Regions from separate parts of the Rattus norvegicus genome. Here region 1 is linked to region 2. A link is a contact called in public Hi-C data. All regions are on one chromosome and are shown on one strand. Each heading gives the region's core, a stretch centred on a gene start, on an enhancer-like site or on the middle of the called end of the contact. The rest is flanking DNA. Distances are from core to core; before and after follow the strand shown. Region 1 holds the start of Tbx2 (T-box transcription factor 2). Region 2 overlaps Bcas3 (BCAS3, microtubule associated cell migration factor).

The links. A called contact is a pair of places that touch in the nucleus more often than the background predicts.
Region 1: a Hi-C map of Schwann cells shows a contact between it and region 2, with 5 times the contacts expected there. The contact joins the promoter of Tbx2 here to the enhancer-like site in region 2. A contact is called at or near these places in 2 of 12 Hi-C or Micro-C datasets (Schwann cells and hepatocytes).

What each region holds. Positions count from the first base shown.
Region 1 is chr10:71,171,632-71,178,334 of GRCr8, forward strand. Tbx2 (T-box transcription factor 2) reads left to right here and starts at 5,451. Exons shown (of 7, transcript NM_001401806.1): 1 at 5,451-6,150. The coding sequence starts at 5,756. The region is part of intron 1 of LOC134480843 (large ribosomal subunit protein eL21-like); the gene reads right to left.
Region 2 is chr10:71,022,597-71,030,063 of GRCr8, forward strand. All of the region lies in intron 24 of Bcas3 (BCAS3, microtubule associated cell migration factor), which reads left to right. The region is part of intron 1 of LOC134480843 (large ribosomal subunit protein eL21-like); the gene reads right to left. Among named protein-coding and RNA genes, the nearest start is that of Tbx2, 150 kb to the right of the region's middle. Within about 2 kb of position 2,850, at least 2 of the 93 cell types and tissues checked have an H3K27ac peak or open chromatin away from gene starts, as enhancers often do. A contact at or near this core is called in Schwann cells, where this site is marked.

The DNA of each region.
Region 1 (6,703 bases), core at 4,201-6,700, 150 kb after region 2:
GCTGGAGTAGCATTTTGGTCAACAGAGGACAGAAGGAGGGTGCCACAGGCTGCTTTGTGCACACAGCTGGTGGCTTGGCTGACCAGGGATGGTACAGAAGCTGTAGAAAGCATGACCTCTGCACCCACCCTTGAGCACAGAGATGGGACAAAGACATGGCTGCCAGGGTCTCTCTCAGCCCTGCAGGGGACCTACCGACCCCAGCCCAGCCCTTCCTTTACAGTGGGGAGAAAACAGATGTGGCCTCCTCCAGTCAGGGAAAGTAGTGGGTGTAGTGCTGGACTTGGCTGGTGAGCACGCAGGACAATCTGCTTATTCATCTGCTTGTAGTCAGGGCAATTCTAAGTAAATGGGGGAAGGGTGAGGATCAGAGAGCTTAGATAAGCCGGCCCCATAGCGGCTGGCTGCCGGTTGGAGTTCAGGTTATCTGAAAGGCCCTGGGCCTGGCCTCCAGCTAATTGGGAAGGTTAGGGACCCAGCCATAGTCTGTAATCAGCTGAAGGTGAGAGCTAGACCAGGGACCTTACTGCCACTAGCCCTAGAGGGGCCGCCTCTTACCCTCTACAGATAACATCCGAAACAACCTCAGCCTCCCCCCTCTACCCTCAGACCTCATGATACCATCACTCAGAAAGCCATCAGAACATGAATCTAATTGTGACTGAGCCAGGTGACCTTGAGGAAGGCAAGTGACCTCCTAATTCTCACAGTACTACCTACTTATTGGGCTCCCTTTCAATCTGGATGGAAGAAAATACCTTCATCATCTGCAAAGAGGCTGCTGGGAACTGGCCACCGCACTGTCTGGTGGGAGTGATTCAGTAAAGAGCCCGGTGGTCCAAGGGCAAAAAAATCATACAGACACAGACATGAGGACAGGCTCTGTCAGAAGCATACAAAACAGCCACTGGGCTGTAACAGGATAATTTCCCAATACTGGTTTCTAAGTTCTAAAAATCCGACTAATAAACCCACTCATTCCACCCTCCTTTTGTTGATGACAAGTCTGAGCCCCAAGAAGGGCAGAGACTTTCCCAAGGTCATGGAGTCACAGCTAGTCAGCTGACTCCTGTCTGCACCTTGCTGCTCCATGGGCTCCGTCCTGTTTCTGTACGGCCACCTGAATCCCAGCTGATCTATCTGATGCCCCGCAGACAGTCCCAGACTCCTCTCACTCGGAAGTGCTCCCTGTAAACCCTCCCGCAGACCTGGTCTGCAAAGTCAGATCCCTGTGGAGGTTCTGAATGCCAGCGTGGCTTTGTGCTCTGAGCAGAACAGCAATACCACCACCTCTTTTCTAAGGAGTGGGTTTGGGATTCCGTTCTAGTTTCTCCACCTGGAGCCATGTGACCTTAGGCAAATTAACTTCAGCTCTAGCTGGGCTTCAGGATTCTCCTCTATAAGGAGAGGGACTATGAAGAGCGCTGCAGAGATGGCATGGCGGAGGAAAAGGGACCACTGTGGTCAGAAAGGTGCTCGAAGGCTACAGCCCTAGTAGTTCATTGGTAGGAGTGGAACTGCGGGAGACCCGCAAATTGTCACCGTGCTGTTCCCCAGGTACTCAGTGCCCGCAGACCAGCCCCGACCCACTATTGTAGGTGGGCCTATCTGGGGACCTTTCTCAAGCCGGTTCGCTCTTTTGAGATCCCAAACACGCACCATGTCCAGGCTCACGTTCAAGACTGGCGCCTCACTTTTCCTACCCGTTGTGTACCAAGAGCGACAGCTGCACTTGGCGGAACCAACGCTCAGGGTAGCGAGTATCTAGCAGTTTGGAGGAGTTACAGGATTCCTAAAGCTCTGGAGAAAGTCTCCCCAAATCAACAAGAACATAACCTATGTTCCTAACCGCGTGATGTCTCAATACGCAAAGAGATGCCCGCCCACCGGAGCAACTCTGTCCCTGGCAGAGACAGCTTAGCTGGGCCTCGCCTTCGCCTTCGTATCAATCTGGAAAGCAGGCAGGCAGTGGGCCACACAGGAGGTAACAGTTCCAATGCTTCCCAGAGGCTGACAAGGAAGTGGCCCCGCGGCTGGTCCTGGCACCAGACTAGGGCCACACCGTGACCAGAAGGAAGGTCCGGCAGCCCACTCTTCCCGCGTTGCCTGCCACACCCCAGCTTGTTGGCCAGACCCTGCGCTGGGTAATTGGGACGAGAGAGGCGACCGGCGAGCTGCGGCTCCAAGGAGACTGCGCGCCTGTCAGCCGCAATTTGTTTAAGTGGACGGGATAGGCTGGGCCGCCGGGGGCTGGGGTCACCGAGGCCGCGGCCCCCAGCCTGGCCAGACCCAGGACCGCGGGGGAGCCCAGCCCTACTGCTTAACCGGGCTAGCTGGCGCCAAGGCTCCAAGAGGCGCGGGTCCGGTGGAGAAGCCATGGATGGAAACAACGAATGCGCCTAGTGTCTTCTACCGACCACTTGTCCGACGCATAGGGCCACTCATGTCACCCCAGCTTTTTCCAGACACATTCATATGTCAAGGCGTGCTTAGTGCCCAGTTTTTGGCGCTCACGTGCCCCTCATTCAACTCTGCCACAGGACCACACATCCCCCAGCATTCCCGCATCCACTCCACGCGGGTCATGCGTGCAGATACCTACAGGGACCTATGCGAGACCATTCTCGATGTAACCCGGCCAAAAGATGAACCCGGCAGCCCTGCCAGGCTTGGGAACGCAGTCCCCTCTGGCCCGGGCTACTGGTGCTCGGTTTGGTTGCGGGAAGCTAAGACTAAGAACCACGTGAAAGGGGCCTGGAACCGCGAAGCCAGCGCCTGCCCGACGCCCCGGCCCAGGACTGCCTGGGAGAGGGAGGGGCGGCAGAGCGCGCGTCCCCCACCCGTCTGCGGGTCCCGGCCGATGCGAAGTGACAGGGGCCGGAGCTTTGTTGTGGAGCCTCGGCCGCCTGGCGCCAGGCGCCCTCGCCCGTGCCCTCCCCCTCCAGCCCCGGGCGGCCCGCGAGGCGCCCCCCGGGGCCTCTTAAAGAGACACGCACACTCTGCCCGGGGGACTCCCCCAGGGGCGCCTGTTCCTGAGAAGGGGAGAGGAGTGGGGGGTAGACCCAGGCGGGGGTAGGGCGGAGCAGGAGCTGCGGGCCGCAAGGCGCCGCTCAAGAGGCTGCTTGGGCCGCCCCAGCGCCAGTTTTCGATGATCCAAGGATATTCTAAGAAAGTTTGGGGATGGGTCGATAAAGAATCTTAAGAGTGGCTAAGGCAGGTTCTCCAGGTGACTGTGTGGTGGTGGGCTGGAGCGGTTGGTGGAATCCCAACCTGCCGGGGAGGCAGGGAAAAAGTGTCTGACCAGTCGCAGGTCAGGTCCTTAACTTAAGTGGGATTCAGATCCCCTAATGTAGCCACTGGGCGACAGCTGCCCGGTTTCGAGGACCAATAATTCAGACCTTCGTGTTTCAAATCTCGGGCCTAAACGGGTAGACCAGCTACAGTATGCTATCCAGGAAAAATGTCCAAAAATACATACATACTTCAATACATACACATTTTTACAAGGTACTAAAGTGCCTGATCCCACACACACAACTAATTCGGAAAGCTGACCTGACTTTGTTGTTGTTGTTGTTGTTGTTGTTCGCCTCACTAACTGCCTAAGTGTGTTGTTCAGACACCTATCTCCTGGAGGAGCCACATCCTGTCTAAATTGGAACCAATGCAAAGCTGCCATGGATCTCACACCAGCTGCGAACTAGAGCTGAAGATTCATTATGGGCAGAGAAAAAAATGAGAAAAAGCGACCTAGCCAAGAGTAAGGTCCTGAAGAAAAACCTAGTGGGGCAGGCGCGCACAGGGCTATGAAGAATTACAAGCTCCTGGTGGTTGGCTCAGATGTATAGGAAAAAAGGTCGTGGAGGCCAAACGACTCCTGCTGGTTTCAACCCCGTACTGCCGGGGGCGACTAGCTTTTAAACGCCTTTCTGGGCGGTCAGCTACCAAGTGCCCGGAGACCTGGTGTACGTAGCAGAGGGGCGAGCTGCCTGGGCCACTGATGAGCGAGCACAGGGCACCCACCATGCGAGCACAGGGCAGAATTTGCTTATACTGGTTGGGTGGGTGGGAGGGTCCACTGTGGCTAGTGCATACCCTGCCTCCCCTCCCCAACAAGCACAAGGGTCGGAGCACCAGCCATAAATGGGCAAGTGTATGATCTTTTTACTCTGGACACACCTGATTATGGCTCTCAATGTGTACGGAGGGCACCACACTGGACACAAAATACACACACACACACACACACACACACACACACACACACACACACACACACACGAAGATGCATTGGGGCCGTTGCCAGAGAGCAAACGAAGACTGATTGTCGAAAGGGGTGTTCACACATGCTGGCAGACACCTCGATTCCCACCCGCATTACTCAGCATTCCTGAACTAGGGGGCCTTGAGCTTCCAAAAGACGGAAACAAACTCTAGAGAAGTAACTGGAGGTGAAGGAAAGATGCCAGTGTTTAGGAAGAGATAAGCTTGCATCTCCAATACCGGATGCGGCGAAAATTCGTTCTGGCGCGTGTGGAGAATCTGAGTTCTAGGATCGGCTAGCGCGGTACCGCCTTGGGCTCTGTAGAAGGTGCGCTCACCTATCTGGCCCCAAGGATCCATTCCCCAACTCGCCAGAAGGTTTTGACTTAGGACCTGACACATACCTACTTTAGGCTAAATGCCGGCCTGCCTGTAACCCCAGTTCCTGAGTCTATGAGGGGAGGAGCAGGTGAGGAGGGGGGGGTCCCTTCATTTCTCCAGTGCAAGGCCGCGTCCCGCTCCCGCCCGTGCCGGCCCCATCAGGGTTCTGCCGTGGCTCCCCACTCACCGGCTCCGGCCACCTGATTTCGGCTCCGGGACCTCGGTCGCCCGAGCCTCCTGACTTGCCCGCCCACCGGCCTCGCTTTCCAGTGCCCGCAGCCTCCCTCCGAAGTGCATGGACCCGGGGCGGTGACCGGGAGTGGGGTGGGAGGCCAGGCTGGGGCGCAGGCCAAAGCGGCCGGGACTCCCGGCGCGGGAGGGAAAGGGCGCCCCCTCTCCTCTCCCGAACGTGTCAATGCTTTGCACTTGGGGCCGGCATGCGGCTAGGGGTCCTTCCCCAAGGCCCTGGGATCCGGGCGCCCCCTGCCTCAGGCCCTTTCGGCGGGTCAGATCGGCCCTCTGCGCTTTCCAGCCCTCGCCCAGGCAGCGGCCGGCGCGGACGACGAGGTGGGGGCCAGGCCAGGGGGAGGGGTCTCGGGGCCCGCCGGCCCGTCATTGGTTAATATTTTATTCTGTTGACATGTTTTCTTACTGCTGAGGCTTCCGACACCTTCTCCCTGGCCCCCCCTCCCGTCCAGAGCTTGGCCTGAGCTGTCAAAACCCCGCCCCCGGAGACCCACAATTGGTCCAAAAAGCGTAAAATCAGCAATCAAGGGGGGCCTGGCTCGTTAGCGCAGGGGATCCGAACAGGGCAGGACATGTGAGATAGTCACAGTTTTCCAGAGATCAGGACAAGATCTAACCAGTCGCGCGTGGTCCCCGGCGCCGGAGTCGGCCAGCCCAGCCCAGCCCCGCGCAGAGCCCCCTCCGCCCCCGCGTCCAGAGCCCCGCGCCCCTTGAGGTGCGCGGGACGGGGAGCCGGGAGAAGCCGCTGCCGCGCCCGCCGCCCGGGCCGTCTGTCCTCCGCGCGCGCCGCCGCCCGGGCCGGGGGTCCGAGGCGCGCGCCCCCGGCCCCGGCCCCGGCTCCCGGGTGCCTGGGCCGGATGTCCCGATGAGAGAGCCGGCGCTGGCAGCCAGCGCCATGGCTTACCATCCGTTCCACGCGCCACGGCCCGCCGACTTCCCCATGTCCGCCTTCCTGGCGGCAGCGCAGCCCTCCTTCTTCCCGGCGCTAGCGCTGCCGCCCGGCGCGCTGGCCAAGCCTCTGCCCGACCCGGGCCTGGCGGGGGCGGCGGCCGCGGCTGCAGCGGCGGCGGCGGCAGCCGAGGCGGGGCTGCACGTCTCGGCACTCGGCCCGCACCCGCCCGCCGCGCATCTGCGCTCGCTCAAGAGCCTGGAACCCGAGGACGAGGTGGAGGACGACCCCAAGGTGACGCTGGAGGCCAAGGAGCTGTGGGACCAGTTCCACAAGCTGGGCACCGAGATGGTCATCACCAAGTCCGGGAGGTAGGGTGGCCGGGAGACCGGCGGGCGGGAGGGCTCGGGGATCGGACAGCACCCACCAGCACTGGGCCGATGCACTCTAGGCTCTCCACGCTCCGGCCCTGGCGCCACGCTCTTCTCCACAGACAAGCAAACTGACTTTTTTTTTTTCGTTTGACTCCGGAGCGAATTAAAAAAGAAAAAGAAAAGCAAACACCTCTCGATTGAAATAAAACGAAAACACTCTCCTAAAGAATATTCCTAACCTTTCTGAGTCTCAAAGCCTCTGTGGCTCGACTCTGGAGGGGCTCCTCCGCCCCTTGCGGTCTCGCTTTTCTGTATCCCGGTCGGTCTCCGAGTTCCTAAGAGAAGGAACCTTACCCGGATTCTCCACCGATCACCGGAGTCCATAATGTGACTAGCATCCCGACTCCTGCTAGCTCCAGACCGACCACTTGATTCTGGCAGAGAGTTGTTGAGCCCACAGCTAGGCCTTGGAGAGAATCTTGCTTGTCCTTGGAGCTTGGAGCTCTGGACCAGTCACCTCTTGAGGCCTTAAAGCCAGGAGAAAAACACA
Region 2 (7,467 bases), core at 1,600-4,099:
CCTCCCACCCTTTAGGTGGCTCTTGCACCATTTTGTAGTGGAACCACTGCGGTTGCTTCTTTAAAGCGGCTGAGTTGGGGTGAAAGCGATGCAGCCAGCATCCGAGGTGGGACAGGTGCTAATTAGACCCAGAGTTGGCAGATGTCCCCATCAGTTTCAAGAATAAAGATTTTGCCAAAGTATAGAACAATAGAAAGGCTAAACTGTAACCCTGTCTCTTCAGAATTATTAGCACTGATTGACTCAATAGGCATCAAGTCACTGCCCCAGTGGAAGGTGGTGTCCATAGTAAATGTCCATGAAGACGAGGGTTTCCCTCTTGTACAAGGCATGAGCAGTGTCTCTCTTATGATGGCTTGTTGACTCTTGAAGCCTCCTTCAGGGAGCCATTTAGAATTTTACCCTCACAGTGTGTTCAGTTATTCAGTACTCTTAACAGAGTGAATGCTGGGGACAAGCTTTGAAAGAAAGAGCCAGCATTAAAAGGCGATGCTTATAAATATGTGCACTATCATGAGCCTATAACCTAGCTACTAGAAAGCGGAAGGCAGTAGTATCACAAGTTCAAAGACACCCTGAGGTACAAAAGAAGACCTATTCTCAAGAGAAAAAATGCCAAGAGGTAATAGTGCATCACCCATCACTCAGGAGGCATAAGGAGGTAGATCTCCAAGTTCGAGACCAGCCTGGTCTACAGAGTAAGTTCAATGATAGCCAAAGCCACACACACACACGGGGGTGGGGGGTGTTAGTGGGTAGAGACACATGGCACCAAGCCTAGTGAGCTCAGCTTGATCTTTGGGACTTCTGCAAGTTGTTCTCTGACATCCACTGGCACAGTGCCATGATGTGCATGTGTACGTACATACATACATGTGTACATACATACAGTGTAAGAGAAAAATAAAGAGGGAAAATCTGAATGTCTTCAGTAATGTCTTGCCTTGTGGCCAAGAGTCAGGTAAGCAAAAGCCTCAGTGCCACTAACTCAGCATGTTGAACACTAGTCACTGAACGTTCTCTGTGACCAGCTGTTACAGAGGATCACAAGGTGTTTTTCTAGCTGAGTAATTAATTACATACTGAATGCCTGGACCTGAAGGACCTTCTCAGCTCCTAGTACCCCTAGCCATCCCTCAGCCAGAAGTGCCTAGGGAGATGGAGATCCCATTTTCTCAGGACTTCCTTCTTTCAAAGTAAAGATGGGTTTCTCACCGAACGATGAAGGGATATATAGCCCCCATTCTTCAAAAGTAAAAGGATTTGCTCACTGCCTGTCTGTCATGGGTCATTGGTTCCTCCTTACCCTGAAGAGAGAAGGGGAGGGTCATTGAGGAGACCTTCTCATGTCCTCAGAGGATCCCCTCAGCTCTACCTCTCTCTCTGTAATCAAAAGCCATTGCCTGCTTTGGTTGTGATACATATGGTCACCAAAGGTCATCTCCCTATTCCTTGTATTTGTGATTGAAGGCTGTTGAAATCCAGTTTCAGGGTATGAACAAGATAGCTGCACCAACACAGGATGTGAATCCAGTTTCCCAGCAACCATGGACAAACCTTGTTGTGGCAACGTGGCCCTCTAATCCCAGCACCAATTGTGGGGTTTTCTAGCCACCAGCCTTGCCAAAAACTGACAAGCTCCAGATTCAGTGAGTGACTCCATATGGAATAAGGCAGAGAACAACCAGTGTAGAGTTGCAATTTCTTCCTCTTCACATATACATGCTATGCGTATGATCACATCCTCATACACACGTGTACCACATACATATGCACACACTGTAAGTATATTTGTTAGGTATGTGTGTGTATGTGTTCTTAAGGTGCTCCAGAGATCGCCCAGTGGTAGTCCAGGCACAAGAACATGTGTTCAGTCCCCATAACCCATCTGTGAAATGCTGAGCATTGTGGTAACCTTGCCCAGGGGAAGCAGAGACAGAGCTCTGTAGCTCACTAGCCAGCCAGTGTAGCCTACTCAGTGAGTTCCAGGCCAATGAAAGGCTCTGTCCCAAGCACAAAACAAAGCAGGTAGACTGCTCAATCCCTTAGGAATGACATAGGTTGTCATCTAACCTCTGCGCACACAAATGTGCACTTACACACATGCAAATCAGTCTATGTTAAAAATAAAATATAGCCAGGTGGTGGTGGTACACGCCTTTAATCTCAGAACTCAGGAATCAGAGGCAGGTGGACAAGCTCAAGGCCAGTCTTGTCTACAAAGCTAATTGCAATACACAAAGAAACCCTGTCTAAAAGGATGATAGATAGATAGATAGATAGATAGATAGATAGATAGATAGATAGATAGATAGATAGATAGATGATAGAAAAAAGATATGGATGTTGTAATACATACATGATGGATGGATGGATGGATGGATGGATGGATGGATGGATGGATGGATGGATGGATAGATCCATAGATATGGTTTTCAGTACTGGGAGCCTCTTCTCTGGTCTCTTTGACTTCATTCCTCCTGTCTCTGGCTGCAATTGTCCTGGTATCCAAGTTGACCCCCTTTGTGTTAGCCTCCCTCGGATGAGTAGCTTCTGGAAAACTAATGTGAATTGAGTGTTGCTCCCAGTAAGAGCAGCAGGCTGAATAGCATGCTGTGCCAGAGTAAAGGTGGCTGGGGAGAGCAGGCAGGCTCTCCCAAGGTCGGTCTTGCATAAGTGCCTTGGTCTAGTAGAAATTTGCAGTGTTAGACTGAGGATGTTCTCTCTTAGTTCATCCCCCCCCCCCCAAAATGCCCCTGACATTTCAGCCAAGGGACTATCATTGTCTTCATAGCCGTCTGCTCCCACACAGAAAATGCTGTGATCAACTACTCAACAGTTCCTGTATGACTCAGAGTATGTTTGCTGGGTTAAATGTTTGGGCATAGGTTTAAAGAGAAAGCTGCCCACCAGAGCAGGGCCTTGGCATCAAGAGTGTTGCCAAAGACTTGACTATAATCCATTTCATTCACTGTTACAGTTTGCTGTGTGGGTGTTTCCACAATGTGGGAAACTCACTTCATTGAAGAGTCTGAATATTTTGTAAGGATGTGAAGATTATGAATACTCTCTGAGACCATGAGGAGGAACAAAGCAGCTAATGTTAGTAAGAACTGGGATACTGTTGTTCTCCACCATTTGTAGGACTCAATAAGAATATTCTAGACTTGACAGATTTATATGCTCAACTTGCTCCTTAAAGATTGTATATATGGTAACCTGGGAAGAGCTCTGTTGTATGGGAAACGCATCTTTGTTGACACTTAAGTAGTTCTAACATAAGAAGGTGCATCAATGAAACCAACACTATCTAGAAAGAAGAAAGTTCTTTGTCTTGAGCTACCTGGACTCATCTGTGGTGGGAGCATGAACACCATGAGGCAGCTGGAATGTCAACTTTACTGCTGTGACACAGTGAGACTGTGGTGGATCTCCAGGTTCAGGCTCAGCACCTCTTGTAAACCACCGTGGGAAACGTATTGGCTTTGTGGTTGCCCCTTTTGTAGCCAGTAGCATTTGGCTGGCTTTGTTTCTCCAGGCTCCCTCCAAGAGGTTTACCAATATCTCTATGTTCTTCACCCGCTTCTTGTCCCCATTCTTTCCAGATGGGTAATCCCTGCTTTATTGTATGTGTACAGGTGCTCTTACATTCAGAACAGAATCCTAGCTCAATAGAAATGTCTTTGATGCAGATTTGTCTAACCATAGGAAATTTAAAGCAGGCTAGTGCCATGACTATCTTACCTCAGGTTTCTGCAGAGGATGTTTCTTTTTTGCTGTTGCTTTATTTTTCTTTATTTGAAATAGGGGTCTTACTCTGTTGGCGCCAAACTGGCCTCAAACTCATTATGTGGCCCGACCTGCTGTAAAACACACAGCCCAGGCTCTCCAGTGCCTCTCGGTTTTTAAAAAGTAATGAACATTGGGAAATCATCATTATAGACAGAGGGACAGAGAAGAGATTAAAATTCACAGATTTAGAGTTTTCAGGTTATGGTTTAATGCAGCATGGGTGCAGATCTGGACTCCCAGCAGGTAGGAAGGAAACAGCCAGAAGAGAATTGAATGAGGTATTCAAGTCTGCCTCTGCCCTTCTGTAACTGCCCCAGTGTTACAAGAAAGACCTGAACTGATGTGGCAGGAGGCAGTGAGGACCAGTGAGGAGGGAGGGCAGCGGAGACTCCCAGACTGGAAGGCAAGGAGAGTAGGGGCCTCCAGTGATGGCTGAACTCAGGAAGTTCTTTGAGAAATTCTGTAAACCTCTCGAGGCTCCTTCTAAAGCCAGTTCCAAAGCTTATTCCAACTATAGGGACATTTTAATAGACTGTCTTTAGAATTAACTCATTAGTGGCTTTTCTGGAAAAGGCTAAAAGGTAAGTACTCAGACGAGTGTGCCCTGATAACTGTGTGCTAACGGTGAGCAGCATCTAGCAGGAGCCGAGGCGTTGGCTTCATCTCAGACTTCCCACCTGCATGTACTTCAGGCACAGCCCACCCTCAAGAAACAGCCCACACAACGAACGGTGAAGTGCCTTCCAGTAACAGATGGAAATTAACGGACTAATCGGGAGAGCTGGAGAGCTGGAGCAGATAAGCAGAAAATATAAGTAACCAGGATTAATTTCACATATTGTCTATTATTCTTGTTCCCTTAATCAGTCCTTGAGTTGATCTAATTCTTTTCAGCTTAGGGAGCTGGCTGAGCTCCCTGAGAATCGGGGACAGGGATAAATTTCACCTATACCCAGTGCTTTAACTCTCATGAGAGGGAGCAGGCATCTTCTGGAGTGCAGTGGTAGGAGAGGCTGTGTCAGGAGTCACCGGGATCACAGGACCAATACAATAGCTAGCTTGTTGACTCTTGCCCTGAGTAGGGAGCCTACATTCAACACTTCATGTCTCCATTATTTTCATTTTTATTTACTTTTCTGCTTATTTTATTTTTGAGATGGGGTATTGCTGTGCTGTCCAAGTTGTCCTTGAACTCCTTGGCACAGGCGGTCCTCCCACCTCAGCCTCCTGAACACTTGAGACGTCACTACGCCCTGTGTTCAGTCTCGTGTTTCGGGGAGCATCTAAACTAGAGGACACGTAGTTCCCTCCTAGGTCTTTAGCAATTTTATTGATGTATCACTTGAGATCCCTCTAAGTGTCAGACCCCTCCATGGAGTGGAGCCAGCATCCCCTGTGCTGGTGATGCCGAGAGGTGCCTCTTTACGTGGGTTTAGGGTACTCAATGGCAAACTGAAATGGCTATGTTTGAGGTAAGGATGGAAGTGTGCCTTCTGTACTCCGTCCTCACATTGTACTAGCCCGTCAGTTCTGTTCACTCAGGCTCCAGCCATCGTAAATGCCATCTCTAAAAGCAATAATTTTCAACCTGGACTCAATACAGGAATTTCACAAGGATTCCAGAAAGCCCCCATTCCTAGTGTGCACTCAGGTTGATTTGTTTGTTTAATGTGTTTGGTGTTTTGCCTGCATGTGAATATGTGTACCACGTGTGTATGGTGGAAAACTACCATTAGCTTTTAACAATGTCTTCCACATTGATGATAGGAAAAGTCTAGATTCCTAAAAAGAATAGATTGCTTTTCCACCTGGCCAGCTTCCAGTCTCTGTGATGGTTTGGAAGCATTTGTGAGGAATATTGTGCTCAGAAGTTACTGTGGCTCAGACAATTTGGCTTGCCCCCATAATGTAAATTATATGCACCCTTTCTTGAGAAAGAAAGATAAACAGGAAGTAAGAGCGGAAGCACTCTTCATCCCATCCTGGTTATTTGACCCACCGAAGGAATGGGTAAATCCTGGACACACTCCAAATTTCCACATTTTTATTCCATTAGGTTTTTGTTTTGTTTTGTTTTCAGACTTGGTGCCATTAACCAGATTCCTCGGAAGAGGGGGGTCTGCTTGAGAAAGGTTTTCCTTCATCATGTACCATCCCAGGCTGCTTTGCCTGTATTCACCTACGCCTTCCCTCCCTTCTGTTCCTTAATGTGGTTGTAAAACACCCTAGTTATATGTTCAGATGTCAGGCTTCTTTAAACATATATTGGTGGCAGACCTCATGCTATCACTGAGACTTTCACGGTTTTGTGTGGATGCTGCCATAAGAAGTCCCTGATGATTTAGGTAGAGTTTGTGGATTATCTGACCTTGTCCAAGTCGTTCCCCCTTTAATATTGTGGTTTCAGTCCATCCATGGCATCACAATATTGAACCACCCACGACAAGGAGAGCCCAGGCAATTAAAGGAGGAAACGTCCAGATTAAAACTGGCTTTACCCTCATTGGTTTATCAAGCCTTTCTCCATTTCTATCCTCTCCTATTTCCCTGTGGGTGGGCCACTGTGAATCCATTACTACAGTGGCTACTGCTAGTAACATTCCAAAAATCAGGCCATGTGTTAGCTGGAGACTTGAGACTGAGGATTTTCTTCAGATTGTTGCGATTAGTTTAAATTCTTGTAACAAGGTAGAAAATAGCCCAGCTTTTTTCTTATTTTCTGTTCTTAGAGCCAGAGAAAAGGGCCTTTTGCAATGCTGGGCATTGAATTCAGGGTCTCTCACATGTTGTGCAAGTGTTCTAACCAGTGAACTGCACCACCCAGCCCAAGAAGAAAAGACTCTTGAGACCTTCATCTGCTCAGTGTCTGATAAAGTTTATGGAAATACACTCCTGCATGCAAAGCTACAAAGAGAAGTTGCATTGCATTTTCATTATTTTGCTACTGGTCACTTCTCACTAAAGAGGGTCAGCATCAGGTCTGCCCAGTATTTGAGAAAGCCTGGCATTTTTTGTTAGGCAAGAAAGATGTCCGGCTGATAGGCTTAATGTCTTCGTTCTATTCTCCTAATTTGTTTGTGATAAAACAGCTGCTTCTTGGGGACTGGAGAGATGGCACCACGATCAAGAGTACACATGCTTCTTGCAGAGGACCCAAGTTTGGTCCCCTGTACACACATCAGGTAGTCACAACTGTCTGCAAAACCCCCATCCCCAATATATACAAGTGCACGTGATTTTTATAAAATCTTTCTAAAAAGCCACCTCTTATATTATGTGATAACATCTCAGGTCTCCATGTGCTGTGAGAACAGGAGCTCAGCTAGGATTGCCATGGGTCCCAATGTACCTATGCCCTGGTTTCATTTGTTGTGCCAGGGTGGATATGTCCTTCCTACTACTTCCTGCCCCAGGGAACTTAAAAAAGAATTACTACTGTGTGTGACTGACTGTCCTGTTGTTGTGTTAAGATACCTCTAGACAGACCAGCTTGAAGAAGAAGGTTCATGTTGCTTTACCCTACCAGAAATGTAATGTCTGCAGTGGCAAGGAAAGCCCAGGACGAGCAGGAAGTGACTGGTCACATTCTATCAGCACACAGGACACAGAACAGGCAGTGGAGCACGGCTCTGTCACATCAAAGCAAGGCTCTGCCTCCTAAATATTCCATAACTC